Linked DNA regions of Mus musculus: region 2 is linked to region 1. The links are chromatin contacts, called in public Hi-C maps. All regions are on one chromosome and are shown on one strand. The core of a region is the stretch at or near the end of the contact, and the rest is flanking DNA. Distances in the headings are between cores, read along the strand shown.

Region 1 (5,438 bases), core at 1,870-4,369:
GATTTGACTACGATACAGAATCAAACATTTTGATAAGTTATGCAGAAACATCTAGGACTAACAATAACTGATAAACTTTAAACCTCCTCCCAGTGCAACCCCAGTGTAGAAAGAAGAGACCTAGATCCCACCTGGAGTTGTAGCCAAGGGGGTTGAAGATGGTAATAAGGCCTCAGCATAGGTTTGAATGGCAGTGGAAGTAATGATATACTAACTGTTCTCTGATTACATCGAAGGAGCCTCGTCTGATGTACTGATTTTATTTTCACAACATAAATAATTTCTTATGCTTGTCCCCAAGTCTACAGTAATGGCTTTTCCTTGGCATGACCGGTTTCAGTAGACGGTTCTTTGAGAAACTCAGTAAGGTGTGGACAGGAGGCGAGAAAGACAAACACATCACCAACTCTTCCAGAAGGTCCTTCCATCCATGCTGACTCCTTTAACCACAAGGGGGAGCCCTCAGGGCGAGTGCTGTTGTCTGACTCTTGGATGTGGACTCCTCAATACTGAAGATGAGACCGGTTCCAGTCTGCACCACAGTAATTGAGGGGCAGAGCCACGTTTCTGACTTATCCTTTGCTGACCACACGGCTTAGCTCCTGTTAGTCCCCATTGTGATGGAAGGAGGGGAATAATGAACTGAATCTTTCCTTATAAGGAACATTCTTTTCAGGTAAGAGAGGAATCAGCTGGATTTATGAGCCCACACAACCTTCTGCTTCCTAGGTGCCCCCTAAAGTTGCCTTTAAAACGTCTGGAAGAGGCTTCTGCCAAATGTTTATCTATGAGTTTTTAATTTAATATTTTATGTTGTCAAAAATAGGACTTTAAGAGCTCCCACATGCTAAACTAGTGCTCTATCAGCAAGCCACACCTCAGCTCAGGGCTTTCCTTTGTAAAGGCTTACTTAGGTCAATTAATCTTTTGAATATGCGTAAAGTACAAGATAGCTATAAAAAGCAGTTCTGAGCCGGGCGTGGTGGCGCGCACCTTTAATCCCAGCGCTCGGGAGGCAGAGGCAGGTGGATTTCTGAGTTTGAGGCCAGTCTGGTCTACAAAGAGTTCCAGGACAGCCAGAGCTACACAGAGAAATCCTGTCTCGAAAAAACCAAGCCAAACCAACCAACCAAACAAACAAAAAAGCAGTTCTGCCATTGTCCCATCTCAGAAACTTCTGAGATACTTTCTAGAAAACAAATTCATGTTCATAGAGTTTGCTTTAAGAGTTTTGGAGCATAAAGAAAATGACTTCAGTGCCCGAATTCTCATTAAGTTTAGTCAAAGCCAGTCAGAACTTTAAGGTTCCTGTCCATCTCTGATTTGTCTCTTTTCATGATGTATCATAACTTTTAAAGAGGAAGAATAGTTTGAGAATGGGAAAATCTTTGCTTTTTTTTTTGGCATTGTAACACGATATTTTAAGGATTATACAGCATCATATTCTATTATTTTCATTTCCCACCACATCACAGCCTTTTCTCTAAAAAGGGGGTAATCGTCCCTATCCCATTGGTGGCTTCTTGTTTGATTCTGTTTGCTGTGGAAGCAGAGACAAGTAAGCCCAGTGAGACCCCAAGGTCATCTGATCCTGCCTTTGTGCCAGGACATGCAAATGACCCAGGCCAATCACTAACCTGTTTTCAGAAGACCTCCAATCAGAAGGGGTCCAGGCTGCCTTCTGAGGGCTGTTGCTGTGTTCATTTGCATGCTGCAAGAACCTTCTCATCTCCCTACACCCCACTCTTATCTCACGCTTCCGTTTCTCTACTCATTTCCAGTGACCCCCTTCTTAGCTTTGTCTACCTTTCCTGGCCGTTTTACCCCCATCGAGAACTGGTGGGAGACAAGAGTTAGTCTGCAAACAGCCCAGATGTAAGGTAAGTTGCAGGCCCTGGACTCTGGCGTCCAGTTTCCCCTTCCCAACTCCGTGGGGTCAGGCAGGGGTCAGTGGGCACTCCTCATTTTTCTAAGGTATTTATTTGGCAACAGGGTCTCCGCCAACTCCAGCAAAACACTTCAGATCACTTCAGCTTCCCAAGGCTGCCATTTCTGTGTCGCTTAGCAAATGAGACACTAGGGGGCTCCCAGGGGCTGAAAGGAGCAGAAAGTTGTTTGAATGAAAACTGGGTCTGAGCTGTGTTTGGAGAAATTCAAAATTAAATTTTATTTTTTATTTTTTTAGTCATCTTTAAAAAGAACCTCACGTGTCTGAAAACGGCGCAGCAGCCAGTTTACAAATCATTTTGCTCCGCTGTTAGAAGGCGGCAGCTTTTAAGGCTGAGCCGAGATGTTTGAAAGGTGGAACACCCTTGGCCATGAAATATGTTCTCCTTACGTGCCTCAGCCTTTCAAAGTTCTGTGCATTAGAGTCAGGAATTCCATTCTTCCTGGAGCTAAGCGTGGGGCCAGCTGTGTAAGTAAAGTTTTGTTTTTCTTCTTAAACAACTTTTTCCCTCTATTTAAAAATGTGAAGAAAAAGGCAAAAAAAACAACAACAAAAAAAAAAACAACAAAAAAAAACCCACCAAAAAACCTAGATATTCTTTTCTTTCATTTTTGCTCTCTTTAGTGGAAAGAAAAGGAATAAAAAGTTGTGTGTGTGTGTGTGTGTGTGTGTGTGTGTGTGTGTGAGAGAGAGAGAGAGAGAGAGAGAGAGAGAGAGAGAGAGAGAGAGAACTCACCCTTTTCAAGCTATATAAACATCAAGGGGTAGTTAAATAACAATTTTAGATATGGAATATATTGTGAAAACAATGTGGAACATTAGTTAAGAGAATATGTTTAAATATGAACTCACTACTTGATATTTTTGTAATATATATCTTACAAAAGTTAGGGTGTCTATAAAAATCTTAAAAAGTATTTATTTCTTTTCTTATTTCTGAATCACAAAAAGGGGGTCTGCAGGGGATCCTGGTTGATGACTTTTAAGAGTTTTGCTTCTCAGATGTAGTGGCTTTAACTGTGAGCTAGCAAACGCTCTTTGCAGCTTGTCTTCATTACTTTAAAGTAAAATCAGACTCACACACCTATCTTGCTTCCGCATTTTAAACTTTACACCAAACTTGGTAGAATTTGTGGAAGGAAAGGGTTACTCGCCTCTTTCCTCTTGTAGAGGAACTGAAATGGGTTGAGTTAGTGATTCAGTCAACTCTTGTTTCCATTCATTCCCAGAGTCAGCCCTCCTTTCTCCTGGGAAAGGCTGATAGGAGTTTAAAAGGCTTGCGGTGGCCAGTTCACAAAGCGTTCCCAGAACCCGCAGCAGCGACCCTTCTCTTTTACCTCTCTGCCTGTTGGAGACCACTTAGATAGCGAAGCGGACTGGACGGCTGGATTCAGGAAGCCATGAATCATGTCACCCGGAGCCAGCTGCAGACTTTAAACTCAGTTCAGCATGTGGAAGCGGCAGAGAAATGACCTGTCCAGACAAGCCGGGGCAGCTCGTAAACTGGTTTGTCTGCTCTCTGTGCGCCCCACGAGTGTGTAAACTTTGGAGTAGTCGGCGTCCCAGGACCAGACGGAACCTCCTGCTGGGCACTGCCTGTGCCATCTACCTGGGCTTTCTGGTGAGCCAGGTGGGCAGAGGTTCCTTTCAGCATGGGCAGGCGACTGACAGGGGACCACCCAACGGTCACGACATCTTCAAGGTACCCTTCTCTGAGATTCCCCTGGATGGTACCCTGGCCCCTCCAGAGTTGCAGGGCAATGGAAGCACTTTGCAGCCCAACGTGGTGTACATTACTCTACGCTCCAAGCGCAGCAAGCCTGCGAATATCCGTGGCACGGTGAAACCCAAGCGCAGGAAGAAGTATGCGGTGGCATCTGCAGCCCCTGATCAGGAGGTGCTGGTTAGACCATCCCTTATACAGCAGGAAGCTGCACGGGCAGCAGATGCTGAAGTACCTGGCTATGTTCAGGGTTACCTAACCAAGGTTGGTGAACGACCCTGGAGGGTGCTGCGTGGTCCTGGAGTCAGAACTAGAGGTTCAAACTTGCAGCAGCCTAGGGCCCGAGAGAGCAACATTAGGATTTATAGCGAGAGCGCCCCCTCATGGCTGAGCAAAGAAGACATCCGCAGAATGCGCCTCCTGGCTGATAGTGAGGTGGCTAGCATCCTACCTATCTCTAAGAGTGGTACCCGCTTGCTGGTGTTGGAAGGGAGCACCTCAGGCTCTGTGCCTGGCTGCGGGCCTAGCCCCTGTGGGCTTCTCAAGCAGCCGCTGGACATGAGTGAAGTGTTCGCCTTCCACCTGGACAGGATCCTGGGTCTCAACAGGACCCTGCCATCTGTGAGCAGGAAATTAGAGTTCATCCAAGGTAACAGATTCACTTGCTTCTTATTTGCAGCTGCTGGGGATTTGGGATCGTTTTCTCCTTTCCCCCACTCTCTCTGAATTATTTTCCCCACCCATGTTTCCCATTTGGACAGCAGCAGCAGCAGTAGCGTCATTTTTCCATACGCGTGGCATTCTTCTATTTCCCAGTCTGGGGATATTAGAGTTCTAATGCACAGCTGTGCTGGGCATGTGAGGGAAAGCCCACACTGCAATCTTTGCTCTCCGTTTCTCTCTGTGCACTTTTTCGTGGCATGTTAAATCTAATTAAAACTAGTGACAGTTTGCACGATGACAGGAAGCCAGGGTACAGAGCTTGCTGACAGCCTTGCATAGAACCTTACAGGTTTCTATGGAAACTTCCTTCCTAGGATGGTTTAAAGAGTAAGGGGTTGGGGGGTGGGGCATAGAAATGATGTCTCAGTGGTTAAGAGCACTCAGTGCTTTTGCAAATCACACACACACACACACACAGACACAGACACACACACACATACACACACAGGGTGTTTCACAACCGCCTGTAATTCATGGGTATCCAACACTGTCTTCTGACCTCTGTTGGCATCAGGCATGAGTGTGGTACACATCCACATATGAAGACAAACACTTCTATGCATAAAATAAAGATTAAATATTCTAAAAATTAAGAGGAAAGTGGTTATCTTTCCTCAGCAAATAGTCTTTGTCAGAGGCTCAGACAGAACTGACCACATGAGAGCTAACTCTTTTACCTCGACTGTCACCAATGGACTCAGCCTCTTTAATAAATAAAGAGCATAAAAATCATAGGTGCATTTAGAGTGTAGACTAACTAGCCATGTGACTTCTTCAAGCTTCACTATTTACAGAGCCCCATGTGTCCTCCTGTAACACAAAGGTTGTGTCTAGGGCATGTGGCCACTAACTGAAGTACAGCTTTGCAGTGCTGGTCTATGGAAATGATCTTGCCACACAGAGGATACTCTCTGAATGAGAATGCCATGTCGGGGTTGGAATCTGAAGTACACTCAGTCAGTGACTTGTGTTGCAATGTAGAACCACCCAGGCTGAAATGTTAGAGCATCTCTCTTCAGCTGTGCAATGGCAATACTGTCCACC
Region 2 (5,438 bases), core at 1,055-3,554, 2.0 Mb after region 1:
GAAGCTCACCAAGAGGAAGTGAGTCACTTGGTGAACATGTGTCAAGAAAGGAAGCCTGAGTGGGTCCAGATGGCAGGGTGCCACACAAGCCTAGCACAACTCTTCATCTTGGGCAAAGCAAAGCAAGAACAGGCAATGTTTGTAATGGCGTGCTAACATCAGTCGGCAGACACAGTCTCCATGGCACCAAAGCACATCATACAAACAAAGGAGAGCCACGGGGAAGCCAGGGCTGCACCAGCTCTCTAAGTTTTAAAGTAAAGGATCAGGATGCTAACTGACAAGGAATGATCATAGACATTTGACATGTCTGTTTAGCATCCCCATGCTGAATGGATGCCTTCATATCCCTTTAGCTACAATAAACAAAGCAGACACTCAGTGTGAAGCCTATCTGACTGGCCACCTCCATTGGTGGCAGTGGAGTCCCAGTAGAATAAGGGCTGGCTTGGACATGCTATTTACCTAAGTTTTTCCCACATCCATCACTTATTAGCTGTTCATCTCTGGGTAAGTTATTTCACATCCGTTCGGTATGGCATGCTGTGTAAATAAAGAGAAGAATGTCCTATTTATTAAAAGGATTCATGGTGACTAGATCTAGAGCAGAGACAAATTATGTACTAATATGTACCTACTAGTAAAAGCAAGGTTTCTTTATGCCTTCCTTAGCAATTATCTTATATTGCTTTCATCAAGTTCCATACTAGTCACTATAAGTAGTTTGTTGCTACTATGAAAATAAAATGAATTTACATTTTTCAGCCACATTTTCCAGACACACTCATTTGCATGCTCTCCTCCAACCACTGAATGTCATCTTGCAGGATTTTCATAAGGTATGAATATTTATTGTTATTTAAATGCAATCCTGTGCGAGATAAAATTGCAGCCTCAGACCTAATTCAGTCTGTCCTTCCTGCCTGTGCATAATATGCATATGAGATGATGTAATGAAAGACCTAGGTATCTCTGTCACTGTCCCTTCCACACACTTAAACCTCATGCTCTTACCTGACAATAACCAGCAGACAGGCAGGGAACAGGGCCAGGGGTCCTTGGGCAACAGAAATCCACTGCTGTACCATGGGAGACACTGATATGCCCCTATCCGAGGCAGACCTGCTGTGAAATGACATCGGTGCTGTCACTGGCATGAACACAGGTAGGAGATGCTCTATAGATTCCCCTCACAATTCTCTGCAGTGATAGCAGGGAATGGCGCCATCTGAACCCTCCAGTCTCCCACAACTCTAGCCCTTAATAGTTCACCTGAGACCATGCCCTGGGGTTCCGTGGCAGGGCACCTTAAAGCTACCTTTGGAGAGTTCCACTGTGCTAGGAAAAGGTATTCACTCTTGCTACACCCACATGACCAGGATTGCTTGTCAGTTCCTCATCTTCTATGGCCTGCATCTGCCTTGTGTAGAAAGCCGGCGGCAGGCAGGCAGGCAAGCAGCTGTGTTGGTGAATGGGAATTCCAGTGTGGCTCAGAATGCTAGGTTTCCCTATTGACTCTCCATCCTTTCCAAGGTTTATACTCTCCATATTTACCCTGGCTGCTGTTTAGCAAAGACCTTAATGCTGCAATCTCTGTTGGGGTTGGTATGACTCAGGGATGCCCTCCCTGAAGACTAAGAACTCCTTCCTCCCCTCCTCAGACAGGCCCCAGGCACAGGACTGTTATTTTCCTGGTCTGGTTCTGAGGATGTCTGGCCACAATGATTCATGGTGTTTTTTTAATATGTGGCTGGAAGCTATTGTTAGTTCTCAGATACAGACACCTACAATACACACAGTAAGGGAAAAATCCTCACCCATGTTTGATTATACCATTGTAGTACATAGAATGAGAAGAAAAATCCCCTTAAACTTTAGAGTTGAATAAATGTCAAAGGTACAGATATTTGTCTGTATGTGGTTTTATTTTCCTTCCACGGTACATGTCATATCGGAAGGAACGTCAACCATGGAGCTGGCTTTCTTCAAAAGCTCACTTTTGAAGGATTAAGGAAGTGTGTTCTACTCTTCCTGCTGTCATCTCTTCTTTCTGATGCTTGATGAACAGTGCTTGTCGTGAGTTCAAGGCCACCCATGGGAAGCTGGGGAAGAATCATATAAAGCGTGTCAAGTTCATTCAGGCTGCCTGAGGTCCAGTCCATCTTAGCTGATAGTTCTTGGGTCCTATTAATCCCCAAGCTCTGTCTCTTGGCTGAATTGCAGCTGGCTGTGAGACATGTAACAGTGCTTCTGTCGCCTGGGATCAGCTGCCTCTCCCTGATGACTAAGCCCTTCCCTGGCATGTAGGCAGCTAGCGACTTCATATTCTCCATCATATCCTCTAACCTCAATCGCCTCTGAGACAAGTTGACCTCATCTCTACCGTGAAGAGCCACAGCAGACAAGCAGGCCCTCCACACAGAATCTAGAAAGCACGGGGATTTTTTTTGTAGACATGAAATACCACGAAGAGCTGTGTTACACGGTCTCTCTTTTGGCCCTCTAAATGATAAGGCCTCTCTGTTCTCCATAAATGGTTTAAATGTGCTTTCTCTGTATCTGTCAGTCTCTTTTGGGAATGTTTAATCACCAGTGAACTAAGAATCTGAGCCACCATCTCTTTCCATGAGCTATCCCAGCGTTCAATACCTCCAAAGTCGCTGTCAGAAGAAAAGAGACATTTTTTGTTAGTTACTTTGATAGATTAGCATTACTTATTGCTTCAATTTAATACAAACAAAATCTTGTTGCATTATGATTGAACCCATTAAAGACAGAAAAGTAGAAAAAATTGCAAATCTCTATAAATCTGTTGATTTTATTTTATTTTTTTTTATTTTTATTTTTATTTTTTTACTATTTTCTTGGTGTATGCTATGGAGTCTTGCTGATCAAAGATTACAAATGGTAACAAGCAGTAACTCAGTTCATTATGGCAAATTAATATCTCCACAGCTTGTGCTGCTTGTTCTTTGTGGGAAATCATACATTAATTTCATTTAGATCCTGTAAGTGTGGGGTCTCTAACCTGACACTTGAGTATACAATTATCTTTAACATTAGGAAATATCACTTCAGAGGAAAAGATGATCCTATTCAACAATTATATCTCATTCATCATAGAAGTTATCCATTAAACATCTGCTGCTATTGACCTCTAAGGCTGGAGATACTGAATAGAACATGCTGTAGCTTCATAGTCTCAAAACCAATACTTCTGAGTATAGAATGTAAAAGGATGTCTATCTCAATTATCTTTGAAAATATGCTTATGTTTATTTAACTGATTTATTTGTAACTGTACTAACAATTTTGTTTCTGATGGTTATGCAATGTAATAGAAATAAGAGTTGTTAATATGATCATGAGTGAAAAAAATATACACACACACATATATATATATACACATATTATACATATATATACATATATATATATACACATATTATACATATATATATACATATATATATATACACATATTATACATATATATATATACATATATATATGGTTAATCACATGAAAATGTCTCATAGTTGAAATTTCTGAATATTTGGAGGAGAAAAATAATTTTGCCTTTAATTCAGATCTCAGGGTTGTGTGTGGTGATGCATGTATCAGCTAGAACTTTGCTTCAAAGTGTGATATGGATTTGCTGCTTGCCTTTAACATCAATGTTCATTCCTTCCAAAAGATTGGTTAGTATCTGAAAACAAAGATGGAATTCATTGCAACAAAGAGTCTTTTGTCAGCTCTATAGTAGCAATGTGAAGTGTAGAGCAGAGGCAATTAGCAACAATTACGGAATACTCAGCTCTTCACAAACACTGAGAGTCTGTGCCTGCCAGTACCGTTAAAGGGAACAACATTCTCTTCAAAGTGCTGAAAACTGAGGAGGAAAATGCAAAAACCTTCACTACACTTAAATGCCCTGATAGCATTTTTAAAACATACAAACGAGCAGTCAGTGCTTTAATCTTCAACACACACGCTGTAGTGAAAAGGGTGTTCCCACCATCCCCACCCCCACCTTGTTTGGAATGGAAACTGTCTAATAAAGAAGAACTGAATGCTAAATAATAGACAATTTTTCTCTTATAATGCTGGGAAGTCATGACAGGCTTCCCACATCAGAAGAATCAACGACGACATATGCAACTGTAAAGACAACATACAATTTACTTAAACTCTTCCGCAAGTTCACTGGAAAGATTCTCTGGGCAGGTACTCATGTCTCTTTTCACAGTTTCACCTCAGGAATACTTTCTGGGATGAAGAGATGATACCAGCACCTCACAGGCCAGAATGGCTTCTTTCCAACTACTTGATTTTACATATGGACACAGGCAAGTCTTTACGTGTTCATCATGGATATAAAACAAGTATTTTTCTGTTATTTTTTCCTCCTTAATACATTTGCTATGTTTTTAGCAGTGCTTTACCAGTGTTATCGTAACGCTATGTAACAGACACCCCTGTTAAATTTTAATGGACCAGAGAAACAATCATTTTTCCTTCCATGTCTCGGTTGACGAACAGTCTGTGGATTATCTGATGGCATCAGCACTTGCCTAGGCTCTCCTGCACTAGAATGAGCTATTTCAGGTCTTTATCTCAGTATCCAGGCTGAAGGATGCTCTTGAAGGTGTGTCTTTCTCATGGCAAACAGCACAGGCTCCAAGAACATAAGCTGATGAGATTCAATAGGCAAATTGAGGCTTCGGCTTGTAACTCATACTCTATCATTCCTAGGTACTGTTTCATCAGCAGAAGAATGCATAATTTGACTGTCAAACAAGAGAGCTGGTGCCCAAAATAAGTGAGGGGAAAAATGTTATCTATAGAGAATTTATGGAGGTACAGCCGAAAGGTAAAGATCAATGCCAAATGGCATCACTGAGCCAGTCATGCAAGTAAAAGATGGCTGCTACAGTCCAGTGTCCGGTGCTGTGGTACAAATGCAAGGTTGGAGCATCACAGGTACTATAAGCAGGAGCAGCTGTATCTCTGCCCTGTCATTTCCTCCCGTTTTGTTGCAGATGCTTCGCTGTGTTGGCTACACTGCACAAACTGTCTTGACTTTCATTCGCCCCATTTGCCTTATTGTTTGGATAATGCTTTGCCAAACAGCATTTTCTTTCTTTCTTTCTTTTTTTTTTATTTAGCTCTGGTCTCTGCATAATCAATCTCATCAAGTCTTTATTGTTATGTATTCAACCAGAGGGAACTACTTCAAATATTCAATCACCCATCATAGATTAGAGTCAAGGTTCATCATTAGAGTTTGGCAGACTTTAACTGTCAATCTCTGTTTCCTACCATTAAATAATTCAGTTTCTTTAGAAGAACAGTAATTATTTCTCAGATATAGAAATTATAAATCAATGTAACTCTATAATGAATTTAGACTATTTAACAGACTTAAAACCTCATTA

Evidence for each region. A called contact is a pair of places that touch in the nucleus more often than the background predicts.
Region 2: a contact with region 1 is called in a Hi-C map of the C2C12 cell line, with 11 times the contacts expected there. The contact joins the enhancer-like site here to the promoter of Gask1b in region 1. A contact is called at or near these places in 19 of 39 promoter capture datasets (the 3T3-L1 cell line, 3T3-L1-derived adipocytes, the C10 cell line and 11 more), 3 of 15 datasets of contacts at CTCF or cohesin (large pre-B cells, pro-B cells and stem cell-derived epiblast-like cells), 50 of 484 Hi-C or Micro-C datasets (B cells, the Ba/F3 cell line, the C2C12 cell line and 27 more), 8 of 115 datasets of contacts at active chromatin or transcription factors (Th17 cells, astrocytes, bone marrow-derived macrophages and 5 more) and 3 of 9 other capture datasets (adipose tissue, embryonic stem cells and liver).

Annotation. Positions count from the first base shown.
Region 1 is chr3:79,882,811-79,888,248 of GRCm38.p6, forward strand. Gask1b (golgi associated kinase 1B) reads left to right here and starts at 3,120. Exons shown (of 4, transcript NM_133187.3): 1 at 3,120-4,320. The coding sequence starts at 3,417. It overlaps Gm36569 (a long non-coding RNA gene), which reads right to left and starts at 3,996. Exons shown (of 3, transcript XR_375740.1): 1 at 3,286-3,996.
Region 2 is chr3:81,916,102-81,921,539 of GRCm38.p6, forward strand. LOC102640985 (a long non-coding RNA gene) reads right to left here. Exons shown (of 3, transcript XR_375741.2): 2 at 1,015-2,102; 3 at 488-543. Among named protein-coding and RNA genes, the nearest start is that of Ctso, 14 kb to the right of the region's middle. Within about 2 kb of position 2,305, at least 67 of the 459 cell types and tissues checked have an H3K27ac peak or open chromatin away from gene starts, as enhancers often do. A contact at or near this core is called in the C2C12 cell line, Th17 cells, adipose-derived mesenchymal stem cells and 2 more, where this site is marked.